Regions from separate parts of the Mus musculus genome. Here regions 2 and 3 are each linked to region 1. Evidence: chromatin contacts called from public promoter capture Hi-C data. All regions are on one chromosome and are shown on one strand. The core of a region is the stretch at or near the end of the contact, and the rest is flanking DNA. Distances in the headings are between cores, read along the strand shown.

Region 1 (4,953 bases), core at 1,551-4,050:
TATACAGAGAAACCCTGTCTCAAAAAAAAAAAAAAAAAACAAAAAAACAAAAAAACAAAAAAAAAACCCAAAAAAGACAAAAAACAAAACAAAACAAAAATAATAATAATAAATAAATCTACAATTAAAGTATAGCTGTCCCCTGAGAGGCTTTGCCAGAGCCTGACCAATACAGATAGAGAGGCTCTCAGCCAACCATCAGACTGAGCACAGGGACCCCAGTGGAATAGTTAGGGGAAGGACTGAAGGAACTGAAGGTGTTTGCAATCTCATATGAAGAACAACAATACCAACTAACCAGACCCACCCCCCCCCCGCCCCCAGGTCCCAGAGTACACATGGAGGGACCCAAAGCTCCAGCTACATATGTAGCAGAGGATGGCCTTATATGGCATCAATGGGAGGGGAGGCCCTTGGTCCTGTGAAGGCTTGATGTCCCAGCATAGGGAAGGGAGTGAGTGGCTGGGTGGCGACCCCCTCGTAGAAGCAGGGAGGTCTCGTCTTTTCCCTTTCCTATAGGATTATCATTTGATTATAGAGTAACTGCTGAATTACTCTATTGGGTTTATCCTTTTATTTCCCATCACTGCCGACTTAGGTACAGACTGAAACCAGGGTTTCATGTGCTCAGCAAGTGCTTGGCAGCTGAGCTACACACCCAGTCTGCATTCCCCCGGACTTTCCAAACAGCAGCTACATGGCCTCTAGAGAGGCCAAGGCAGAAAGATGAGTGTTCAGCTTTGTCCTTTCAATTTATTTTGTTTGTCTTTTGTTTTTGAGACTGGGTCTCACTTTGTAGCCATGGCTGGCCTAAAACTCATTATGTATATAGGGGCTGGCCTTGAATTCATAGAGATCTGCCTGCTTCTGCTTCCTGAGGGCTGGGATTCAAGTCACCATACCTAGCTTTGTCTCTCTCCATTTCTTACCTTTTCTCAATATACTGTATAGCTCGCATAGAAATGGTGTGAATAGACACCCTTGTTTCATTTCTCTTCATAAAAGAAACCTCAAGTGACAGGTGGTGGCACACACCTTTAATATCAGTGCTCAGGAGACAGAGGCTTAGAGCCAAGGCTACTGAGGGAAAACATGTCTTGGAAAACCAACAAAACAACCCCCCTAAAGAACAAAACCACCTCTGGCTTCATAAAACCAAAACAAAGCCCACCCTAAACACTAGGGCTCTGCCTGTTTCCTTCTATCTTTGAATCGTTAAACTAAGCCTAAAGTGCCGAAGAGTCATGCTAACGCCACACCAGTTGCTATGCCATCTCCGGATACCTCCGAAAGAACACATTCGAGGCGTTGGTAGTCCAGGCTAGCCTTAGAATACTGGAGGTAGCCAAGGTGCTCTTAAACTTCTGATCCTCCTGTCTCAGCCTCTCAAGTTCAAGGGCGATTAAGCATGAACCTCTGTGCCCAGATTCTAGAACCAGAAGCCTGCCAGGCTCTGGCCCAGCTGTGACCCCTGACTCAGGCATAGCTAGTTCAAACAAGAAGGTTCAATCTATTCCTGTGCATTTATGCGAAGACCAGCATGTCCACCCGAGATCATGAAGATGGTCCCATCCAACAGCACATCAGTTACCATTTTAGGTTTTGAAACTCGGGGGGAAAACATGCAGGGAAGAAATAAACAGCTTTTTTTTTTTTTTAATGTAATAACTGAAGAGTAATGAGGTTGGAAAACAGATGTGGACAGAGGGGAAATCTTGCTACAGTGTGGCCCACACAATCTGGGGAGGAATGATAAAAAGAAAAAACAACACAACTTTACAAGCTGTTTTGAGCCTGGAATTAAAAGGAGTAATCAAGCAAGGCTGCCTTATAAAGGGTCAAGGGGTAGCATCCTGCAGCGGAGAATAAGCAGAGCCCCTGCTCCTGGCCAGCTCAGGCCTCAGCCTGGGAAGAAAGGCTTCCCGGGGCAGCAGCTCTGCAGAGCAGATTCTTGATTCAGTGTTTAATAACTGCCATCTAACCTCCTTCCCCTGCCCACCCGCTCCCCAGGGAGGTACTTCCCTAATGGGTTAGCCCTTTTTAGTCTGGTTTTAGTCTCTGGCTCTTTATATTCTGAGTCGGGCAAGGGGGGGTGGGGTGGGGACCTCAGTCTATTCCTGTGACTTCCAGGCAAAATGTGTCAAATTAGATAAATGTGTCCGAGGCTGGGTTGCGAGCAGAGCACACTCACTCTTTCAATGGTCTCTTCCCACACCCCTTTCACCATGTCTGCCTCTCAGAGTCTATTCAAATGCATAAAACAATTCCAACTGAATCTTCACATGGGGTGTCTAGGGTTTTTTTGTTTGTTTGTTTGTTTGTTTGTTTTGTTTTTGTTTTTTTAAGCTTAGTATACATCACATTTGGGGAGCAACAGAGAGATGTGAATAGAGAGACCCCCAAGCCTGCCCTGTTTCTGAGGTTACCCACAGGAAGGCAACTCCCTTCTACGCCTGTGGCATTGTTTTGTTTATTACGCAGTGACTGTCAGGACACTTATCAGTTTACTAAACTGTGTTAGTCTGTACAGAGTGTCTCCCGACGTGGGGCTGTGAGAGAGCAGCCGTTGCAGTTGTCTGACTTGGCTTCTGAAAGCCTTCAACTACTGAAGTCCAGCCAGCATCTAATTTTACCCGTGAGTTCCAGGAGAGAAGAAAGCTGGTGGGAAGATTACAGAGTTCCTTGAAGCCCTGACCTACAACAGGAAGAGAGTTGTCAGCCGTCATGTCTCTCACCCTAAATTCCAAGGCAAACAACAGTGGCTGAACATTTTATAACACGTTCCCATTGTAAAATTGCATATTCCAGAAACCCGATGCTGGCTCCCTCATTTTCCATAGACCTCATGTAAGTACCAGCGCATGATCTTAAACTGAATATTTTTACTTGAGCTTTTCACTTCCAATTTGTCGAATGTACTTTGGCTTCTCTGACTTTCTTGTAAGGCGGTGGCAATCTGTTTTCACACTAACTCTTGTATGCATTCGGCTCATATCACTGAATTGGCGACCTGGGAATCTCTGAGGACACTGGTGTAAACGAATCACCACCGGGGTCTCAGGGGCTTTCTGTAAAGAGCGGGAGAAGGAGACTTTCCAGGTCTTTCGGCTCACCCGTCAGCAAGTTACTTCACTTCTCCTACACTCACCTGTGAAACGGGTGTATGAACAGCCGCGGCAGGGCAAATGTGAGGACTGATGACAGCCTACTTCGAGGGAGCTGCGCACAGTGCTTAACACAGAGAGGCATTGTCAAGTCTGTCCAAAGCAATGGGGAGAGTACCCACAGTCCTGCTCGGTGAGATGCCACAGTGGCACTCCTTTGGACAAAAGATGACCTCAAGTGCCCTAGAAGCACTAAGGGGATCAGCCAACAGGAGAGTTGGAGAGATAGGGGGTGTCTGGTGTCTACGGGAGATCTCCAACCTGATTGCCCTAGGCCAGGAATGGACAAGTGCCCACTCGAAGGCTGGTGCCCTTGGAACAGAACATGAGCCTCTTAGAAGTAGGTTGATGGAAAGGAAAAAACAAAATGGCTGGAAAAGTTCAACAGGTTCATTGAGCTCCAGATGCTAACCAACCTGCTTTCAGGGGTAGCACTTCCCATTGTTGCCAGAGACCGGTAAAGGACGGTAACAGACAACCTCAGCTTGGCCTGTGAGACAGATCACCTGGGCCCAAGCCCTGCAGCAATTACTGTGCTATGAAAGGCGGAGCTGGACTCTAATAAGTGAGAACAAAGAGCCAACCACCCTGGAACATTTAGCAGACCTCTGGGTCATTATCTGGCTCAGTTTCAGTGTTCTCAAATTCTGTGTGCTCTCGAGAAGAATGGAGATCCACAGATTAGTCCTCTGGGCACCCCTTATTATCCTCAGGTCCCTTCAAAATAAAAACACAAGTAAAAGTAAAACCCATCTAGCAGCTGCTACTACTTCAGCACTGACAGCATACTGGGTGCTACCTTTGCAAGAGGGAACCAGTTAGAAAGGGCTCAGATATAGAAAAGTGATATCCAGTACCAGCCAGGGAACAGCAAGGTTCTTTCTGGCACCCAAACAAGCTCTTTAGGAGAGAAGGGCTGTGCATACATAGACCCTTGGGTTTAAGAAGGAAACTCATCATCTAATCAGAAATGAAACAAGAATCCTCAAGAGCTCAAGGCTCATGGCAACATCTGTCAGTCTAGAATGGATTAATAAAATTACAAGGGATGGTAAAAATCTTATCTCAGAGGAATTACAAACACAAGTCCATATGCTACAACAGGATGGGACAGTCAGTGGTCAATATTTGGCCAGTGTTCTCTGTTTCCTCCCCTGTAAGACCAGAACACATGACAGAGGGCATATCCCAGGCCCATCACCCTTATTAGAAGGCCAGGGCGTAAGGAGTGAGCATCTTTCTGCTATAATACTTAATCCATTTTGTGATGTGTTCATGGGAATTTTGGGGAAGACCCTGCTGGAAGGAGGGCTCGTCAGAGGCGAGGGGCACGAGCACATGAATGAAGCTAGGAAGGTAAGGCATGCTAGGGAGATGCTTAGTAACAAGTCTGTCACACACACAGGGCTCCTCTAGGCAAGAAGTGGGAGTCGAGACGGAAAGCATCAGTTAGAACTGAAGTGGAAACAAGAGTTTGGGAAGTGTGTGCACACGGCATGTGCATTTCACTGAACAGTCATGAGCCCCCTGAGCAGCTTGTTGCTCGTGTTTGAACAGACTAAACGAAGGTCTCATATTTGTTGCAAGGCTGTCACTTCTTGGATTATATGATGGGTGGTCCCAGATCCATTTCTTCCATCATACCTCAATTGAGACATTATTTAAAGGCAGCAACATATAAGTCAACTGTCTTTCATCTCTAGGATGGAACCCCAGGGTCCTGAACATGTTACACAAACCTTTACCACTGAATTATGTTCCTAACCCTTGGCTTTGAAAGACAGTGTAT
Region 2 (4,953 bases), core at 1,346-3,845, 760 kb after region 1:
GTGCGTCTGCAGAGTCTGCAGACAGCAGTGGCCATCGACCCCCCACCCCCACCCCCACCCCAGGTGGGCAGACTGCCGCAGGAAGCTGGAGTCTGTTCCCTCTCCTTCCCAGCCTGCTCTGCCTCTTCTCTGCCTGTTGCTTAATCTCTGCAGAGCGATTCCTTTGTCTGAGCCCAGGCTCTCCAGAGACAGAGGCACTACCCCAAACTCAGACCGGATGAAGGACTGGCCAGTCACGGCGGGGAGAGGGACTATTACATTTTTGTGTCACTGGGCCCGGAAGGAGAACAGGCTTCCAGTGAAGAGTCATGGGAGAGCAGCCCCTCCTTAACACTTGGGGCCCAAGGGGAAGCTATTCCTGGAAAAGGCCAACTCGGAAGGGCAGAGCCGGCAGGCTTGCCTCAGGAGTAGCCCATCTGGGCATTTCTCAGGAATCTTCTCTTCCCTGGCTCTGGCCCCAGATCCCTGGTTTGTAGTGTGACCTCTGATCCACCGTCTTAATCATAGAGCCTTTTGACCTGCTTGGCTGAACACTCTTGTAACGACACTCTCTGGGAGGTGGTGGCCAGAAAAACAATGCTGAGGATGCAGAGCCAGGGGTCAGGGGTCAGAGGTCAGAGGTAAGATGGCAGGGCACCGGTCAGCTCAGGCTCCCACACTTGCTTCTGAGGGGCAACCTTTGCAGAGAATAACAAGCCCACTGCCCCTGGTCACGCCCGTGATAAGGGAGATCAGAGAGGCTCCCAGCTCTGTGTCCTACCTAGACCACCACCAGGGGTTAGAGACAAAAACGTTGCCCCCCTCCCCCCCACTAAGCCACTGTCCTTTGTCCCTAGTTACAAGCCTCCCCCTCCCCCTTTTAAGGTAAGGATTTATTTTTGGCTCATGGTCCAGGAGCCTTTTACAGAGGACTGAATTTTAATGGACCTTGCTCACTCTGACGGAAGGGGGAAAGACTCCAGTAACCAGTTCAGCAGAACAGGGTATGCCCCGAGCAAAGTCTTCGAACTACCTGGCTAGGAATCTCAGTGCTCCAAAGGGCTGGGATATCCCTTCTCTCTGGGATTTAATGCTGAGGATTTGTTTACCAGCTACCTGTGCACTTTCCAGTTCCGCCAGGACTATGCATGAAGGAAGGTGGTCCTGCCACTAAAATGGGAACTGTTGTGTGAAGAAGTCAGCTGAGATGGAGTCCTACCTACATGGCCCCAGGTCACTGGCCAGGTCTCATGACCTTCTTGTAGAGTGCTTTCTGCCCAGAGCCCAAGGACACTGCCTAAACTCTTATACTCTTTATCCTTAAAACAGCACCCAGGAACACAACTACTAAACCCGGTTTGTAAACGACAGAATACTTTATACGTCTTAACCAACGTGAACAGCTACAAGGCACTGGTTAATTTAAAAACATTTTCCTTTTTACTAAGTCGTTTTAAGTGCCCAACCCCTAGACACACACACACACACACACACACACACACACACTCCGCCCTTTAACATTATATTAGTTGCTCTTTTCCCTCCACTAAGAAGGAGTTGTTGCAAGATGCCTTACATCCTCCAAACTAAGTCCTGCAACGGGGAATACTCTCTCTCCTTCTGGTCTGAGAGACCCCTCACGTCCCCACCGTACGCCCCACTATCCATTCCAGGGCAGAGCACCCAACTCTGGAAGGGAGTTCTGGCCCGTTGGACGGGAAAGCTTCCCTGCGGACTAAGAGATGAAGTCTTCGTGAAGAGCTATGGGGTATTGGAGAAGGTGCCAACCGCTAGAATCGCCTTTAGCTCCTTATCAAATATTAACACGCCTCTACCTCCACCTCCCACCTAGAAGAATAATTAAGAGCTCGGTCTCACCATTAATCTTTAAACGAAAATCACCTTGTCTGGAAAGACCGGCTTGGCCAGGGACTTGGGTCTTAGGATGCCCCCCGCCAGGCTCCCAATCCAGCACTGGGGGAAGGGGAGAAGGGAGCTTGAAGCTCAGAGGGCAGGACCCTAGAGTCAGAAGAAGGGAACACCGGGACCCCAATACATCCAACCTGCTGCGCTTGTTCTGGGTGGGCAACAGTTACCGGTTCAGAGTCTCTGCAGGACAGTCGGCCACTCGCCACCCACGGGCAAACCCAGGAGAACCAAGGTGCGAAAAGGACCGTGGATCCAGGCGGGTCAGAGAAGCATCCTCACCACAGATCACACGAGCGTCCAACACGCGGACACCCCGCGGCCACACACATGCGAGCACACATCCCCCTCTCCCGCAGCCTCCCGCGGACACGTGTAGGCGCCCCCGCTCACACAACCAGGTCCGCTGCAGCCTCACGGTTCCCTGCACGAACAACGCGCAGCCGGAGCGCGCTAGCAAGGGTACCGGGTCCTGGGGGCGCAGAGGGTCACCCGAGGATACCTTCAGTAGAGGGGGCCACGTATGCCAGCGCCAGCAGAGCAAGAAGGAGCTGCATGGTGCTTGAGGGGAAAGACGCTGCCCAGCCTAGGGTCAATCACCAATGAAGCCACCCTAGGCGTCGCGATCATGCTGGTGGAGGCTTTATAGCAGAGCCACGACCTAAGGGAGCCCGGACGGCTAGACGTGGGAGTCGGCTCCTCCTCCTGGCGGAGCCTCTCTTCGCCTTGTCCAGTCTCAGATCGGAAAGAATCATCTCCCCGCCTACCTTGCTACCTTGCTACCTTCGCCCATGGCGAAAAGACCCCTCACCCACTCCGCATCTTCAGGGCTTAGAAGCGGAGTATCCCCACCTTGCCCCCATCCTACTCCTGTTAACTGATTCCGGAAGAAAGATGAGCTATCCTCAGGTACCTGACCCACGGGGTATCTTCCCAGACTCGTAACTTCCATCATGCTGCCACCAACTGTTCAGGGTCTCCTAGTGTGTCCTTGTAATAAACTTGATTTGGGGCAAGATGGAGCCAAATGGTCTCAGGGAGACGGAGAATCGAGACGGTTGAAAGCTTTGCAATGCTGTTTGTTGAAGAGATGCCCGGTGAGAGGCTCTTTGAGGAAGCGGTAGCTGACGCTCCAGTCTCATCTTTTTCCTTCCTGGCTATTCCAAACTTGATTTTGTTTTGCGTTTTCTTTCTCGGGACTGGAGATGATGGTTATGATGACGACGACGAAGATCCTCCTCCTCCTCCTCCCCACCCCCACTCCTTTTCGTTCCCTATTTCTCATACTAGGCAAGCACTCTACCACTGAGTTACATCCAAACTCAATTTTAAAGAAACCAAGACCCGTCTTCCTACCTAGAACTAAGCTCCCTAAAACGTGGTTACTGGTGGGTCTTGTGCTAAGCCAAGAAGATGGGGTGGAGTGGAGAGTCGGGGGGCTGGAAAGGGTATGGAATTAAGGGGATGGGAAAGTGAGGAGGGGGCACGGAGACACAGTAGAAAATTGGTTTACTAGAAAAGCCCACGATGTCATAGGGGAAAGGACTGGTGCTTTTGAGATCTGATGACAGTAGATGACAGTTGGGGAAGAGAAAAAAAACTAAGGATCTGGATATATCCCTAATTCTCCCATCAGACAGGAAGAGTCCTCAGCAAAGAGTAAACGGTCTCCCATATCTGGGAAATGGATCTGGCCTCACTTCCAGGCAAGCACTACTTGTTACTCTCTGTGGAGGTCCCTTACATCTCACAGATGGGGAGTCTGCGCATCCCTGGGGAGTTTCTAGGACAAGTCTGGGGAGATGAACAAGGAATAGCAGTACACCTGGACTCCTCCATCAACAGGAAGCCCTATTTTTCTGGTCCAGCTACTTCCCTATCCGTTGCCAAATTCTCTTCACATCACCCTCTCCCTGCCCCAGCACCAGCCTTTGAACCTCTGTAGGGGAACGACTCCATCAGAACAATCCAAGCAAAGGAGCTTCCTCCCTTCTTGAGTCTGGCCTGCTCCTCTCTCTGGCCTAGGATCACAGCCTACACCGGCAGCTTTGATCCTACAGAGAGGTTGGAGGAGGGTGTCCTCACCAGGCTTAGGGTCTCATTGTCTGCTTCTGCTCTGGAATTTAACCTCTAACCTGGGATCCTGGCATTCCACGCTCTTTGAGCCTTATTTGAAGAGTGGATTTGTGTTTGTGGGGCTGACAATGTCCCTTTTAGGAATGACAGAGGAGGAGTTAAGGATCTAGGCTGTCTCTGTGACCTAGGCCAGCCCCCTGACAAGCAGGGGAAAGATTTGATAGCTTGAGCAGGCTATTATCCATCAGTGATTTCTGTATTTATTTCCAAAGACCCATAGCACTGGGACCCCTGGAAGAGAGTATGGGAAGTAGGATGTGTTCGGGGCTTCCAGGAGGCCCCTCTGAGGAAGGTACTTCTGGGGGACACAAGTTATGACACCTCACCCAAGTGTTTCCATCTGACATCTCTGACTCCTTAGTGTCCTTGTTATAACATCCTTCTTCCTGCATGTCCCACCCCCATCTTCCCCCGTTCCCAGGGATTTAATGGGCCATAAACCTGCCAGCTCAGGATGGGAAAGCCCTGCTCAGGGTCTGAGCAGAAGCACTTTCTCCCTCTTTTTTTTTTTTTTTTTTTTTTTTTTTGGTTTTTCGAGACAGGGTTTCTCTGTGTAGCCCTGGCTGTCCTGGAACTCACTTTGTAGACCAGGCTGGCCTCAAACTCAGAAATCCGCCTGCCTCTGCCTCCCGAGTGCTGGGATTAAAAGCATGTGCCACCACGCCCGGCTCACTTTCTTTCTCTTACTTAGCCCAAAATCCTGAGTTCAAGTCTTTGCTCTTCCTCTGACTCAGTGATGGCCTTGGGAAATTTTCCCTTCCTTCTGAGTGCAACTTCCTCCTCTATAAAGGGGGGTGGGGATGGGGAGAAGATGACAGAGTGGAATCCTGTCCCCATGACCTCTACCAATAAACAGATACTGGGAACCCACCCAGTCCTGTCACAACTAAGTTTGCTAGGCCTGGGTGTGAC
Region 3 (4,953 bases), core at 1,535-4,034, 580 kb after region 1:
GACTATATTTTCTGCATCATCAAACATAAGTATTGTATCAATTTTAAGTTATAGGGAGACGGTTAACATTTGACTACATGATGTGATACAAACCAGAGGCGGGTTCTTATCCCAGTTTAACATTTAAAATTCTCATCAGACATAACTATTCTCCCTGCTTTCTTTAATAATGTGTAATAATGGAATGAAACATTTTTATGATCTTCGGGACAAGCTAGGCCTGTATTCCAAGAATAAAATCTTTTTAAAATATACATTGTGTTTTAAGACAGGACATTGTTATGTATATGCAACTGGCCTTGAACTTTGTGATTCTCTTGCCTCTATGGCCCAGGTACTGGAATTATAGGTGCAAGCAGACACTCCCAGGAAAGGACAAAGTCTTGAAAGTTTTACGCATTACTTTAAACTTGATTAAGTTTTAATCTAGTCTTCCCAGATGTTTTTGTGGCAATTAACTCTTAATTCAAATTCTAACAAAAGTCCCAGCTTTCGAGTGGGGTAGTGCCACAAGGGGAGAAAATAATTTGCTCTGAACTAATTCAACTGTGCAGTTTTACAGCCAGACCCGTGCTTAGTAAAGTGAGAGCATCTTAATGTACTATTTGATAAGGCGGCAACGCATACTGTATCTTGCATCTGAACTCGTAAGGATTTTTGCTCCTCACAGCTGAAAGCTTTAGTTTCCCTTCAAAATAATCTATTTCAGAATTCATACTGTATAGGATGACTGTTTTGTCTGAGGCTACACTGAACGGATCACATGGAAATGAAAGGGTTTGGATTATATCCTCAACTTCCTGATCCATGGGCTTTTAGTACTACAACTAATCTCAGGTCTTACTGAGTGCCTCAGAGAACTGGAAAAGGCAGTGTTGTGACTAAGGCTACCACGCTGGAGATCTGGTCCACCAGGAAAGTAGAGAAACACTTTTCGCTGGCAGGGCATGTGACTATCAGTCGGCTTCAGGAACTGAAATCATTTTTTGCCGGGCCTAAATGATCTAATTGGCACCTCCAGTCTCCTCAGATCAAACAGCTATTGTTTTCAATGTTTCCTTATTGAGAAGCTTCATGGCATGACTTTCTTTTTTTTTTTTTTTTTTCTGTTTTCTTTTGCCAGTATTTATTTTTATTTTTATTTTTTTTTCCATTTTTTATTAGGTATTTAACTCATTTACATTTCCAATGCTATACCAAAAGTCCCCCATATCCACCCACCCAATGGCATGACTTTCATGGTGAAGACAGATACACATCAGAGTGAAAATGAAATGGGAACCAGGTGTGGGGCATAGGCTTCCAACATCTGGAGGCAGAGACAGGAGGACTGCCACAAGTCCCAGTCCAGGCAACTGCTAGAACTTGTCTCACTGGTTCCCCCACCCAGAAAAAGGAAATGGAAAAACATTCCATTGTGTTTATACACCACATTTTGTTTACTAACTTATGACATTTATTTTTAACGTTTTGACTATTGTATATACTATAAATGCTGAGTGCATAAATAGCTGTTCACACATCCCTTTAAAGACATACTTCGGGACTATATACTGAGAAGTGGAATTGCTGAACCACATGCCTGATATGCTACAACACAATGAGCCATGTTAAGTGAAATAAGCCAGTCACAGGAGAAATGTAGTTGCCTTGATGAACCAACATTACTGTTGAAAGTTTCAGTTCTCTACTAGATCAAGTAGTCCTGAAGATAAACTAAGACTGAATAACGATGTAAATGTTAATGCTACTAAATTCACACACACACACTATATACATATGTATTATACATAAAATATATGTATTTTAAAGCAAGCTACTCAGTTTTGAACTGTCTCATTTTTAGAGGGCAAGTGTTTGGTTGAAGCATGAAGGTGGCAGGGCTGGGTGTGGTGTTTCTTGTAGAACCAGTACATGGGAAACTGAGGCACGCGAATCTACAAGTTCGAGGACAGCCTGGGTTACAAAGCAGAACCCTGCGTCAGAAACAAACACCCAAAACAAAACATCTAATGCGGCTTAAAAAAATTGGGGGAGGGAGGCAACAGGTTCAGAGGGAAAAATGGACCAACATAGTGGCTTGGGCCTCTGAAAGAAAAGCTAAGGCAGCCGCGTTTGGAGAATGGGAAGGCGTAGAAAGTAAAATACTGCGACAAGGTCCACTGCCCTGTCCTGAGGCTCCATCTCTAGAAGGAAAAAGAGGTATCTTCTCAGAGAAGCCGTGAGTCTCATCTTCCACTTCTGCCAACATCCCCCGAACGTTAGGGGTCCCCCGCCTGCCCGCTCCTTTTGTCGCCCGCACCGCTTTCCTCAGACCCCCCCTGCTCCCTAACATTCCCCTAGTCTTCCAAGGTGGGTCGCGGCCACCGCAGCACCAACCGTCATCGCTCCGGCCCCGCCCGTCGAACGCCAGAACGTGGGGGGCGGGAAGACCCGTCCTCGGGCGCCCCGGAAGTCACTGCCCTCTTGGCCAGCTGAGCGCCGCGGCGGGATTCGAGGCCTAGGATTGGCAGGAAGATAGGGATGACGTGCTACGTGTGGCGAGGCCGCCCCGCCCCCCCTGCGCGCTCTTAGCGTGGGGTGGGGCGGAGCGTGGCCCCCCGGCGGCCATTACCCGGAACCGTCCCGGGCCTTGGGTCAGGTGACCCGCGGCGGTGCTGGCGGGAGGGCGGGGTGGGGGCGGAAGGGAGGAGAGGAGGAGTGAGGCGAGACGCGAAGGGAGGAGAGAGAGGAGAAGGGCGGAGTAGGAGGGAGGGGAAGGGGGCGGGGTGGGAGCGGGTCACGTGACTCGGCATGGAGGCGGCGGCGGCGGCCGGGAGGAGTCGCTGGGGCAGAAGCCGCACTTGTTAGTGTTGGGGGAGGAGGGGGCCGGGGACGCCGACACCGTCAGCCGGCGACGCCGCGAAGGAGGCGGGAGGGGGGTGGGGGCGAAAGCAGGCTCCGACCCCCGGCCGAGGGGATGAGGGGAGCATGGGCGCCAAGGAGTCACGGATCGGATTCCTCAGCTACGAGGAGGCGCTGAGGAGAGGTGAGGGGGAGGGGTCGAGTGAGCTGCGGGGAGGCCAGCGCGGAGCGCCCAGGGGTGGGTGGCCGGAGGGAGAGGAGGCTGGGGCGTGGGGTGCCTGGCGAAGGACCCGGGAGGCCAGCCGTGGGAATATCGAGGGCAGGGAGGTGGAAGGGGAAGCGGGGTGTGGGAATTGGGGCACTAGGGGAGGGGGCGAAGCTTTGGCAGTGACGGGGGTACCGGGCGCTGGCTGGCCATTGCCGGTGCACTCGGTTGGCGTTGTTATCTTGTTTAGGTGCAGGGAAGCCCTGACCATCGGTTCTTGGGTGGCTCAACCCTTCCAGGCCCCCTCATCCTTCAGTGCCATTTTCTCATATCACTCTTTCATTTAAAAAAAAAAAAAAAAGCCTCCGACAACATCCTAATCTGGTTTCTAACAGCATTGGCTGGAGGAGAAGACAGGGCGTTCTGTTTTGCTCCTGGAAGTCCTTTTCTATTAGGGAGCCTCTGGTTTTCCCAGGGTCTTTGCCTCTCTGTTGAGGGCGATGACTATCCTTCCATTTACTCCTGCCATCCTTCACCCTTTGAGCGGTTGACTTTGATTAAGAACGACCTGAAAGTGAAGTTGTGTTTAAGGTGAGAACAGATTAGACAGCTGATGTTCATAAGACCTTGTCTTAGGTTTCCTCTCCTCGGACATTGATCAGACGGTTTTAGTACACTTGATTCCCAGTTCTTACCCCCTCGCTCCCTTAAAATGGCATTCGGAAACCCAGCATTGTGATACTGTATTACAGCTCCCTTCAGAGACTGGCCTTGCTGTCAACGGCTGCTGCTCTTGGCTCTGATTCACACTGTGTTGTTAATAGCCCCCAACCCCCTACCACTTACTCTGATACGATTGTCAGTGTAAAGCTCGTGCTAACTGGAAGTGTCTTGCACAGTTTATGGCCGGAATGTGACTTAATTTTTCATGACTGAGATTTGAGAGTGTGTCTGTGTGGTGCTTGTAGTTCTCTTTGATGTTTAATGGATTTTCTTGGTAAGAAGTGAAAAACATTAAGCAGATTAGTGGCCAGACATTATTGTTAACAGATTTCTAAGACCAAAATAAATAAATAAATAAATAAATAAGTAAATTCAGTCATGCGCCAGGTGTTTTTAGTAGCTTGGGATAGAAACTTAAAATATGATGAAAAAGACATTTTAAAGTGAGGATTTAGAAATGAGATCTAGTTCATATACAAAGAGAAATAAGTTCATTGGACCCACAACCTAATAAACAGAAAATAAGATACAGAATTGTAGCTGCATCAATTTTGGGGCTGAGCAGAATAGCGAAAATACACCTTTTAGTGGTTCTTCCTTACCATATCTGCATGATGATTATTCTTTTTTTTTTTTGTTTTGTTTTGTTTTGTTTTTTCGAGACAGGGTTTCTCTGTGTAGCCCTGGCTGTCCTGGAACTCACTTTGTAGACCAGGCTGGCCTCGAACTCAGAAATCCACCTGCCTCTGCCCCCCCAAGTGCTGGGATTAAAGGCGTGCACCTCCACCGCCCGGCTGCATGATGATTATTCTTAAGTACAATCTTACTTGAACTTTTTCTCTCTGTTTCAGTATGAGAAATATTCCAAATTCTTGATTTATTTCCAACCCTAGTAGACCAGTCACTTCCTGAATTCTGTTGAGCTTGACAGGTCTGGGGGCAATTAGTCTATGGCTTACATGGCATGAAATAGGGCACAGTCAAATGATTTACAGCTGTTCAGAAGTGTTCCTTAAGTTTAAGGGTGTGAATACCAGTGATATACCTGGCGTTAAGAAATTCTAAAATTAAACTTTTATTCCAGCTCTTGTTGATTTACTTTATATCAAATTAAGATTGTGTATTTTGTTTTTTTGAGACAGGGTTTCTCTATGTAGGCCTGACTGTCTGAACATCATTTT

The links. Promoter capture Hi-C pulls out the DNA fragments that hold promoters and counts their contacts.
Region 2: a contact with region 1 is called in a promoter capture Hi-C map of hematopoietic stem and progenitor cells, with 2.0 times the contacts expected there. The contact joins the promoter of Car4 here to the promoter of Bcas3os1 in region 1. A contact is called at or near these places in 4 of 39 promoter capture datasets (hematopoietic stem and progenitor cells, liver and trophoblast stem cells) and 1 of 9 other capture datasets (embryonic stem cells).
Region 3: a contact with region 1 is called in a promoter capture Hi-C map of stem cell-derived epiblast-like cells, with 4 times the contacts expected there. The contact joins the promoter of Usp32 here to the promoter of Bcas3os1 in region 1. A contact is called at or near these places in 3 of 39 promoter capture datasets (embryonic stem cells, liver and stem cell-derived epiblast-like cells).

The regions. Positions count from the first base shown.
Region 1 is chr11:85,717,591-85,722,543 of GRCm38.p6, reverse strand. It overlaps Bcas3os1 (breast carcinoma amplified sequence 3, opposite strand 1), which reads left to right and starts at 2,800. Exons shown (of 6, transcript NR_045875.1): 1 at 2,800-2,847. The region is part of intron 22 of Bcas3 (breast carcinoma amplified sequence 3); the gene reads right to left. RefSeq lists an enhancer at 1-4,473.
Region 2 is chr11:84,955,396-84,960,348 of GRCm38.p6, reverse strand. It overlaps Car4 (carbonic anhydrase 4), which reads right to left and starts at 2,595. Exons shown (of 8, transcript NM_007607.2): 1 at 2,408-2,595. The coding sequence starts at 2,462.
Region 3 is chr11:85,137,786-85,142,738 of GRCm38.p6, reverse strand. Usp32 (ubiquitin specific peptidase 32) reads left to right here and starts at 2,784. Exons shown (of 34, transcript NM_001029934.1): 1 at 2,784-3,028. The coding sequence starts at 2,971. It also overlaps a transcript of 1700125H20Rik not described here.